Linked DNA regions of Mus musculus: all the other regions are linked to region 3. Evidence: chromatin contacts called from public Hi-C and Micro-C data. All regions are on one chromosome and are shown on one strand. The core of a region is the stretch at or near the end of the contact, and the rest is flanking DNA. Distances in the headings are between cores, read along the strand shown. Region 1 holds the start of Ppard (peroxisome proliferator activator receptor delta). Region 2 holds the start of Kifc5b (kinesin family member C5B). Region 3 holds the start of AI413582 (expressed sequence AI413582).

Region 1 (2,843 bases), core at 128-2,627, 670 kb after region 3:
CGCGCACGTGCGCACGCGCACACACACACACACAGACACACACACTCGAAAACAAAGCAGAAAAAAAGTGGTGTGGGGTTCTCCAATCCAGCGAGCTAAGGATGCACTGTAAGGAGTGCCAGACCGGGCAGAGGTGACCTTTAATGGCGGTGTGGAGGAGGGAGGTGCCTGCTGACTTTCCTGCCAGCCAAGTTTTGTTCATTCTAGGATGATGAAACCAGCCAGTGACAGATTGCCTTCTGGCTACATACTCTCTGTGGTATATGATGAGTTGGGGTGACAGGCAAGCCCAGGTACAGAGTTCTTGTCTTGTCTGGTCCCTGACATCCAGCGACAGAAATCTCAAGTGGGAGAAAAGTTCTTTTAAAATTTGTTTTCTATTTGGCTTCACAAGGCCTATAAGCACAGGCTGGCCCAAAACTTTCTCCATTGCTAAAAATGACCTCAAACGGGTCCTCTACCTCCTGAGTGCTGGAGTTAGAGTGCCATCATGCCTTCCAGATCTTTCTTTTTTCTTGTGTGGGTGTATATGAAAGTGCACATGCGGTGTGTAGAGATTGGAAGATAACCTTCAGGAGGCAGTCCCAGGGACTGAACTCAAGTCTTCAGGCTTGGAGACAAAGCGATGACCCGTTGAGCCATTGAACTAGCCACCAGTTAAAAAATTGGGGGTGCTGAAGAGATGCTTCAGTGGTGAAGATCGCGCTTGCTACTCTTGAAGAGGCTCGCTTCCCAGCATCTACATGGAAGTTCTCCATTGTAACTCCACTTCCAGGGGATCCAACGCCTTCTTCCAGACTCTGCAGGCACTGAACGCACATGGTGCAGAGACAGACATGCAGACAAAACACTCTGACATATAAAAATAGATATTTTGTAAAACGTATGCGTCTGTATTTTCATTCCCAAGTCTCCCACCATATGCCTCTCCCAAGCGCCTCTGAAAATTACAGTTTGCCTCTATTCCTTCCCCCACCGCCCTTAGCTTTGCTTCTTGCTTCAAACCACACAAGTCTATGCCTAGTTTCTTCTCAGGAAGAGTGAGGAGGTTGTATTAGATGACCTCCACCTTCTTTCCGCGCTTTAAAGCTTTAAATATCGTTTCGTGAGGCTTGCTTTGACCAGCCCTAACTTCTCCCCAGCGCTTTCCTCAGCTGCTGCTCCCACGTCTGACTGCAGAGGGCGCTGCAGACGCGCCAGGGCAGCTGTGCAGTGGGCGGAGCGATGGCTGTCAAAGGAGTGGCTCCAGGCGGCGCGGCGATTGGCTACTGCTATGGCGGAAGGGGGCGGGGGCGAGTGCTTAGTTGTGGGGGAGGGAGCCAGCGGCGCGGTGACATCACGGGGCTGGGGGCGGCGCCGGGGCTGGGAGCGTGTGACGCCGCAGGCCGCGGCGGACCTGGGGATTAATGGGAAAAGTTTTGGCAGGAGCTGGGGGATTCTGCGGAGCCTGCGGGACGGCGGCAGCGGCGCGAGAGGCGGCCGGGACAGGTCCGTGCGGATCGGGAGAGGCCAGCGCGGCCCGGGCTGAGGTGGATGGTGGGGTCAGGGGCTCCGAGAGCCGCTTTCCGCGCCTCTGCGGCTCGTCTATGCTCGGCTTGCGCGCTGAGGAGCCACCGCTGGGGTCTCCACCGCAGGGACCCCTGTGGTTGCTCGGAGCCGGCCTCCCTCCCTCCTCCCACCCACCCTGATCCCTCTAAAGCCCCGTGGCTTCATCTCCTCTCAATTCCAAAGAACCCCATGTCACCTCCCTTCTGACCCCCTTTCTGAGCGCCTCCCTTGCTGTCCCGCTACCCAGGCCCTCCTTGGAGATCCTTCCTGCCTCCCTCGATAGCCTTCCATCCTTGCCCTGTCGGTCAGTGCTCTCCTCCTCTCTGACCCGTTTTCGGGTTGCCCTATCCCTCCCCATCTTCTTTAGGATGTTGTGAGCCAGTCCGGTTTATCCGAGCCCCTTCTATCCTGGCTACCGGCAGAGGCCCCACTTAGGCTCAGCTCTCATCTCCTGTCCTTTTCACCTCCTGTCACCCGACTGCCTCGCTTCTAGTTTTTTTTTTTTTTTTTTTTATGCCTCTGCTTGAGGAGAACCCAGAGGTGCACGATAGGCTTCCGTTTCACCTTCAGTTGAGCTGGGAGTGGGGTGTTGAGCGCCAGCTTGACCAGATTTGTTCGGGTCACAGGTTTCACTGGGTGTTGTATTGGGAGGGATGGCCAGTTGGTAGGCCCTCGTAATCTCAGCTTTATAATACTTCCCCTTTATGAGTCTGTTGACTTCCAGGAACCCTTGGGGGAGACGGCTCTGAGTTGGGTGTGTGCCAGGGGTAGCCAGAGGCTTCATATAACTCTTTTCACCCTTTCAGGAAACAGGACTCATTTGGGATATTATGGAATGTATTTAAACCATGATACGGTGCCTTCCACGCACTGCCCTTTTCCATACAGCTAAGAGCAGAAGCTATGCCCTTGGTTTTTTTTTTTTTTTTTTTTAAAGATTTATTTATTATATGTAAGTACACTGTAGCTGTCTTCAGACACACCAGAAGAGGGTGTCAGATCTCGTTACGGATGGTTGTGAGCCACCATGTGGTTGCTGGGATTTGAACTCCGGACCTTTGGAAGAGCAGTCGGGTACCTCTTACCCACTGAGCCATCTCACCAGCCCTGCCCTTGGTTTTAAACTTGGTTTTTCCTCCCTGTACTGGCTCTAGAATGTTTGCTTACAAGTTACATTTATTTATTTCTGTGGGGTGTGGATGTGGGGTGGGGTGTAGGTCAGAGCACAGCTTACTGGAGTTGGGAGGTGGCTCTCTCATTCGATATTGTGGTTCCTGGAAATAGACTCGGGTCAT
Region 2 (2,976 bases), core at 363-2,862, 650 kb before region 3:
GGGCTGGCTGGGGGTAAACCTCTGTTATTCTAATTGATACATAAGGAAGATATTTGTTTTCCCTTTGCTGTCCAGATGTGTCCTTCTCAGAGCTGATAGCCTTGGAGCTCTGGCTGCATCAGAGTCCTTCCTGAGCCAGCTCCTATCCCAAGGCTGCAGGGGCCAGGTCAGTCCATCCCATGTGTAAAATCTCACAGGTTGGTTTACCTTGCTGTCAAGCTTCATGCCAAGAAAGATAAACTCCCAAAACAGGTTTCAGTAGAAGACAAACTCATATTCTATCACACAATAAAACTTTTGCTTTTTTTCTAGAAAGTCACTAGGGAAATACTGTCTAGTTTAAAATTATAACCAGTTTGTAAAATTATAACCAGAAATTTTTTAGTGTTCCCTCATTAACATTTGTAGACTTGGAAACATCTCAAGTAAGAGGGCTGTAGATTTACAACTTGGTGTCAAGAAACATACTGTTTATTTACCCAGTTATGTATGTATGTGTGTATGTATGTATGTATGTATGTATGTATGTATGTATGTATGCAGGTATGCATGTGTGTATTTCTTTATTTAAGACAGGGATTCTCTACAAAGCCCTGGCTGCCCTGGAATTTACTTTGTAGACCCGGTTGGCCTTGAACTCAAGAGATCTGTCTGCCTCTGCATTCTGAGTACTGGGAACTGGGATTAAAGGTGTGTGCCACCAAGCCTGGCTTATAGTTTTGTTTTGATTTTTTAATCTAAAAGATTGTTTATTGACCTGGGCATGGTGGCACAGGGTAGCCCTGGCATCTCTAAGTTCAAGGCCAGCCTGTTCTACAAATAGAATTCCAAGACAATCAGGGCTACACAGAGAAACCCAATCTCGAAAAAACAAAATAAATATATAATTTATGTTATTTATATATATTATATATGCTTATATATAATAGGTATTATTGAGTATATATTATGTATATGTGTAAAGATATGTTTATGTATATAATACATATTGTTTATGTATAATATATATTATTGGAGGCAGGAGGGGCACAGAAAACTTTGTGGCGAATTAGTTCTCACCTTCCACATTATATGAGTTTCAGGGATAACCAGTTTGCTATCCTCCCGGACCTGCTCTAGACTTATGACTTTATTACATCTCCAGATATGGGCTCCAATTTTTCTTTTACTTTTTTTCTTTTTTGAGGACAGGTCAGCGCCATCAACCAGCTCCCACTTTTCGGACCTGAGAAAGCGGACCAAGAGCAACCTCGGTTTAACAGTCTCCAGTCTACAGGTTTGTCGAGGAGGTGTGCAGGTTCAGCAGCAGCCGCTAGGTGGCGCTCGCTCCGCCCCGACACCGCTCAGGCACCTTTGCACATGCGTATTGCCTCCCCCACGCCACTCCTCCACACACGCGCACTTCTGACGCAACCAGAGGCCTAGCTCCGCGCTCCGGAGGGGGAGAGGGAGAAATAAGGAAGAGCGGATCCGGAAGTAGGATCCAAGGGGTCTAGTTCTCTTGCTCCGGCGGACTAGAAGAGTCGCGACTCAGGGGGCGTGGCCCCGGAGGCGGAGGGCGCCGTGATTGGCTCGCGACCGCAGCGCCGGCGCGGATTGGCCTCTGCGGATTGAAGTGCGTTGACTGCGCGGAGGTTGAAATTCAAAAGTGACTGGTGTGGCGGATTGGCTTGGCCGATTGGCCTGGCGAATTGGCCTGGCTCCGACGTTTTGCGGCGCGAGCCCTTGAGAGGACGCGGGTCTCGTCACCCTGCCTGCTGCCTTTGCATCCCTTCCTGTGCGGACCACCATGGACGTGCAGGCGCAGGTGAGTGCGGCGGTGACGGCCTGGCGCCAATAGCGGAGGACGCAGGCCGGCCGCCCGGAGACCCGAGTCCCGGGGACAGGTCGGGGCAAGCCGTCCTGCAGGGGAGGGTCGCACCGCCTCGCGCCCAGGACACCAGCGGCCGAGTCAGTGAGGGCACACACACACACACACACACACACACACACACACACACACACACGGCGAGGTCCCAGGACAGTCGCTGCGACGTTGGTCCGCCATTCCAGTCGTGCAGGCGCTACCATCCCGTGTCCCTTATCCCCCTCCAGCATTTCCCATTTCGAATTCTCAAGCGGATTCGACATGTTTGTGCTTCTCAGTTCTTGCAGATCGCCTTGTGGGAGAAGCGAGGGTTCTGAGAGAAGCCTTGTCGCTTGTCCGCAAAGTACATTTCTTGCTGATATCCTGTTGTGTTGCTGCTGGATCGAGATAGAGGAAGGGGAGAGGAGAAATGGGGGCATCGGCCCAGAGGATCCTTATTCCCTCGCCTGCCTCTTCCTTTTGCTCATTTGGACTGCTGACTAGTTTATGGGGGTGCCCTTCTCCACCACAAGCATCTGAGGCGTATGTGTGTGGTAATTAATGGACTGATCTCTCTGGTGTCAGGAAAGACCGGCCTGCATTCTTTGTTTACCAGCATTTCAGTCTAGACTGACTCACAGTCGGTGTTCAGCTTGAAGAGACTTTCTGGTATACTCACAGCCAAAAGGGAGAGCACTGCACTGTGACAGGTGACAGTTAAAAAGTAAAATAGTTTTTCTCAGATTTGTTCCTGCAGTATTTGCCAAGCATCTTCTGGCCCTGCACAGCTGTACTTATGTAGGAGACAGGAGTCCTAGCTACCAGTGAGCTGACAGTCCCTGGGGAGACAGACATAATACAATTTGTATCTCTATTGGGAGGGAGTGAAGGACTGTAAAGGTTCAAGCAGATGGAAGGGGAAGAAGAAAGCTAGGAGGAGCAACATTAAGGTACGAGTTAAAACTGGAAGGAAGAGGTCTGTGGTGCAGTGCTAGGGAGCATCCAAGAAACACACCTGGGTCTATAATCCCCTGAACCAAAAGCAACAAACCATCCTGAGGTCCGTTGTGCACCTGAGGTCACCTGTGAGGAGGCTCAGACCAGAGCTTGGAGATTCAGGCCATTGATAC
Region 3 (2,929 bases), core at 202-2,701:
CCTCAGCCCCGCACTATCCGGTGTCTCCTCCCCTCAAACCACTGGGCCAGAAAGGAACCCATTTCTGCTAGGGTAAAGGGTATTAGTACCAGGGAGTTAGGGCACTCACCGCTTTTTCTTCTGCACATACATTACCTGTAACAGAGACACGTACTATGGGGCTGGGGAGGCGAGCACTGCCCAGTCTCAAGACCCACTTCCACACCCTTAATAACAGCCGAGATGCTGTGGCCACCAAACCAGGCCCACCCAGCAGCCACCCCAGGCAAGTCTGAGGATTCCTTACCACGGCCACCACCACCCCGACCAGGGTGATGAGGAAGAAAGGCCCCAGCACATAGCCCACCATAGAGTCGCTGTTGGCCTGGGGGGCATTGGGCACTGTCGTGTTACTCATGACATCAGTAGCCAGATGGCTGAATGGATGGACTGCATGGGCAGTGGTGGCCTCGGGAGGGCGCCTCCTCTGGGCTCCCTGGGGAGGAGGAAGGGAGGATATCAGCTGTACCTGTGGTGACAAGCAGGTCTGGAAATCCCGGAAAACTTAAAGCCAAACACTAATGACCCCGAGGTAACCAGACAGGCCCAGATCCCATCCAGGCTTGGTTCCGGCCCAGCGTCTTACAAACAAGAGGGTGTGGCTTAGCTTGGATGCCTGGTAGACATTTGCAGGTATCAACTGCTTGGGGAAGGTTAGGTGCAGGTGCACGGCTAAATGGAGAGAAAGAAATAGCTGGGCCTTCACTGCGGTGGAGGGGTGAGTTAGGATCATGTGAAGGGGTTCTGGTTCCGTTCCCCCACGGTATGAAGGAGCCACAGGCCTGCATCCTTGTCCCTGGTGTAATCCTATCCACGGTCCTCAGCATCGCTCTCAGGTACGAGTGTGGACATTGTGTACAGATGGACAGTATCTAATCTAGATGAGGTCACCTGCCTCTAGTACACCCGGGGCTCCGCCTATGTCCCTACCCTCTCGGCCAGGGCTGACAGGCAGAGGTGGAGAGGGTCGCCCCCATCGACAGAAACGCGATCATCCTCGGGCGGCAGCACTGAGATGGCTCAAGTTCCTGTCCCAGACTCTCAGAGAGAGGAAGAGGTACTGGCTGACTGCCTCATGTCCATGGGTCAGTTTTGCCAGTTCCCAGTTGCGAGCTCCCCGTCTCAGGCCGAGGGGGGCGAACCAGAACCGAAAAGGTATGAGGCCACTCTTAGGATGCTGCTGGCCCGCCTGGGTGGGCAGATGGTTCCCAGCTGCGGGGAGGATCGGGGGTATTGGGGAGGGGATATCGAGGGGCCGATGCCCGCCTAGATACCTTGGGACCCCGGCACCCCAAGCTGCTCCGTGCGGGCGCGCTGCTGCCCATCCAACCCGGCCATGCCTTACCTCCCGCCGTGCAGCCCTGACAGCAACACCTTGGGTTGGCCCCGGCCCCGGAAGAGTCCTCCAGCGCGTGATCAAAGGAGCGGGAGAGAAGGCGGGGCCTTGGCGCCCCAGTCCAGCATGGTGGCCAATCCGGATGCGGGTGGGCGGGCCGGACGGGGTCCTGCAGCGTCCACGCCGCGGCAGCAGGGGGCGACCGAGGGCCGCGCAGCGGGAAGGTTGCGGGACGGCGCGCTTTCCCGGCTGCACACGGGCGGGCGGGGCCAGTGGTCACCGCAGGATCCTGGCGACTGGTTGTCCGCGGGTAGAGGCGGTGGCCGAGGGCCTCATTCCTTTCTGTCCCCGCGTCTTCAAAGCAGGTTGCCGTGAAACTGAAATGATGGTGTGGGACTGGAGCCCAGCACATCCCTGTGGCCCGAATGCTAAGCTCATTGAAGCACTTTCCCCACTGTGCGATGAGGGGAAGCACAGATGGAGCAGCGGGGTCACTTGCTTGAGTCAGGGGCAGCTCAGTAAGCCTGTGTCCAAGCTGTGATCGTCTGATTATTAAAGTTACTTAGACTGGACAACTCTGAGTAAGAAGATCACGTTTGGGGGGGAGAGATAGATCAGCGGTTAAGAGCACTTAATTACTCTTACTGAGGACTCAGGTTAGGTTCCCAACACCCACGAGGTGGCTCACAACCATTTCCAGAGGATGCAATACCCTCTTCTGTGCCCCGAGAACACTAGGCAAAGCAGGTGATACCGGCAAAGCACATATCAACACGGGATGCAACAAAATTTATTTATTTAGTCCGTGACTAAGTCTCATGGCGATCATCCTTGCAGGCTTGGAACTCTCTGTGCGTCTGTGTGTGAGCCTCCTGGATGCTAAAATAGGCATGTATCACCATGCTGGGGGACAGAGCCCCCTCCCTCTTTCTCTTGTATCCCTGACATCTTGAATTCCTGATTCTCCTACCTTCAGGTCACCTCCTAAATGCTGGGATCCTGGGCTTCCCAAATGGTAGCCAAGCGTTCTACCAACAGCGCTACCTCTTTCTCCCTCCCACCCTCCCACCGTTTCTCCTCCTCTCCCCTCTCTCCCTCCTCCTCACCTCCACCCACCTCTTCTTTCTACTGCCAGAGTGTTGAGATTAAAGGCCCGTTCGTCACACCAGCAGGACATATAATCACAGCATGGAACCTACACTTACTCTGAGTGGGCATTATAGTTTATGCATACATACCTATAGTCCTGCCCCAGGCCTCTTCTCCCCCTGCCTAGGTTGAAAGCCATCTAACATTGGTGGTACTGAAGCAAAGCCTCCTGAGTCAATCAGATGGTAATCAGGACAAGGGACAGCCTAGGTGCCCTATTCTTGCACAGAAACCCCAAGGGGCAGATGTGAGGTACCCTGAGCTAGCCCCCCTTGCTACTTCCTGCCTGCCATGTGGTTATGAGTGAGTTCCTCTGTCTGGCCCTGCCTGGATTGCCTCAGACCTTTCTGGAGAAGGATAATTGACAGCAGGTCAGGTGCAGAGGTAGACCCAACAGGGAAGCAT

The links. Hi-C and Micro-C count contacts between places; a contact is called where the count stands out from the background.
Region 1: a Micro-C map of embryonic stem cells shows a contact between it and region 3, with 4 times the contacts expected there. The contact joins the promoter of Ppard here to the promoter of AI413582 in region 3. A contact is called at or near these places in 3 of 39 promoter capture datasets (embryonic stem cells, neutrophils and pre-B cells), 1 of 484 Hi-C or Micro-C datasets (embryonic stem cells) and 1 of 115 datasets of contacts at active chromatin or transcription factors (embryonic stem cells).
Region 2: a Hi-C map of uterus shows a contact between it and region 3, with 4 times the contacts expected there. The contact joins the promoter of Kifc5b here to the promoter of AI413582 in region 3. A contact is called at or near these places in 1 of 39 promoter capture datasets (hippocampal neurons), 1 of 484 Hi-C or Micro-C datasets (uterus) and 3 of 115 datasets of contacts at active chromatin or transcription factors (astrocytes, bone marrow-derived macrophages and epiblast stem cells).

What each region holds. Positions count from the first base shown.
Region 1 is chr17:28,231,377-28,234,219 of GRCm38.p6, forward strand. It overlaps Ppard (peroxisome proliferator activator receptor delta), which reads left to right and starts at 1,378. Exons shown (of 8, transcript NM_011145.3): 1 at 1,378-1,488.
Region 2 is chr17:26,915,479-26,918,454 of GRCm38.p6, forward strand. Kifc5b (kinesin family member C5B) reads left to right here and starts at 1,613. Exons shown (of 11, transcript NM_053173.2): 1 at 1,613-1,807. The coding sequence starts at 1,790.
Region 3 is chr17:27,564,276-27,567,204 of GRCm38.p6, forward strand. It overlaps AI413582 (expressed sequence AI413582), which reads right to left and starts at 1,452. Exons shown (of 5, transcript NM_001002895.2): 1 at 1,385-1,452; 2 at 287-475; 3 at 110-135. The coding sequence starts at 397.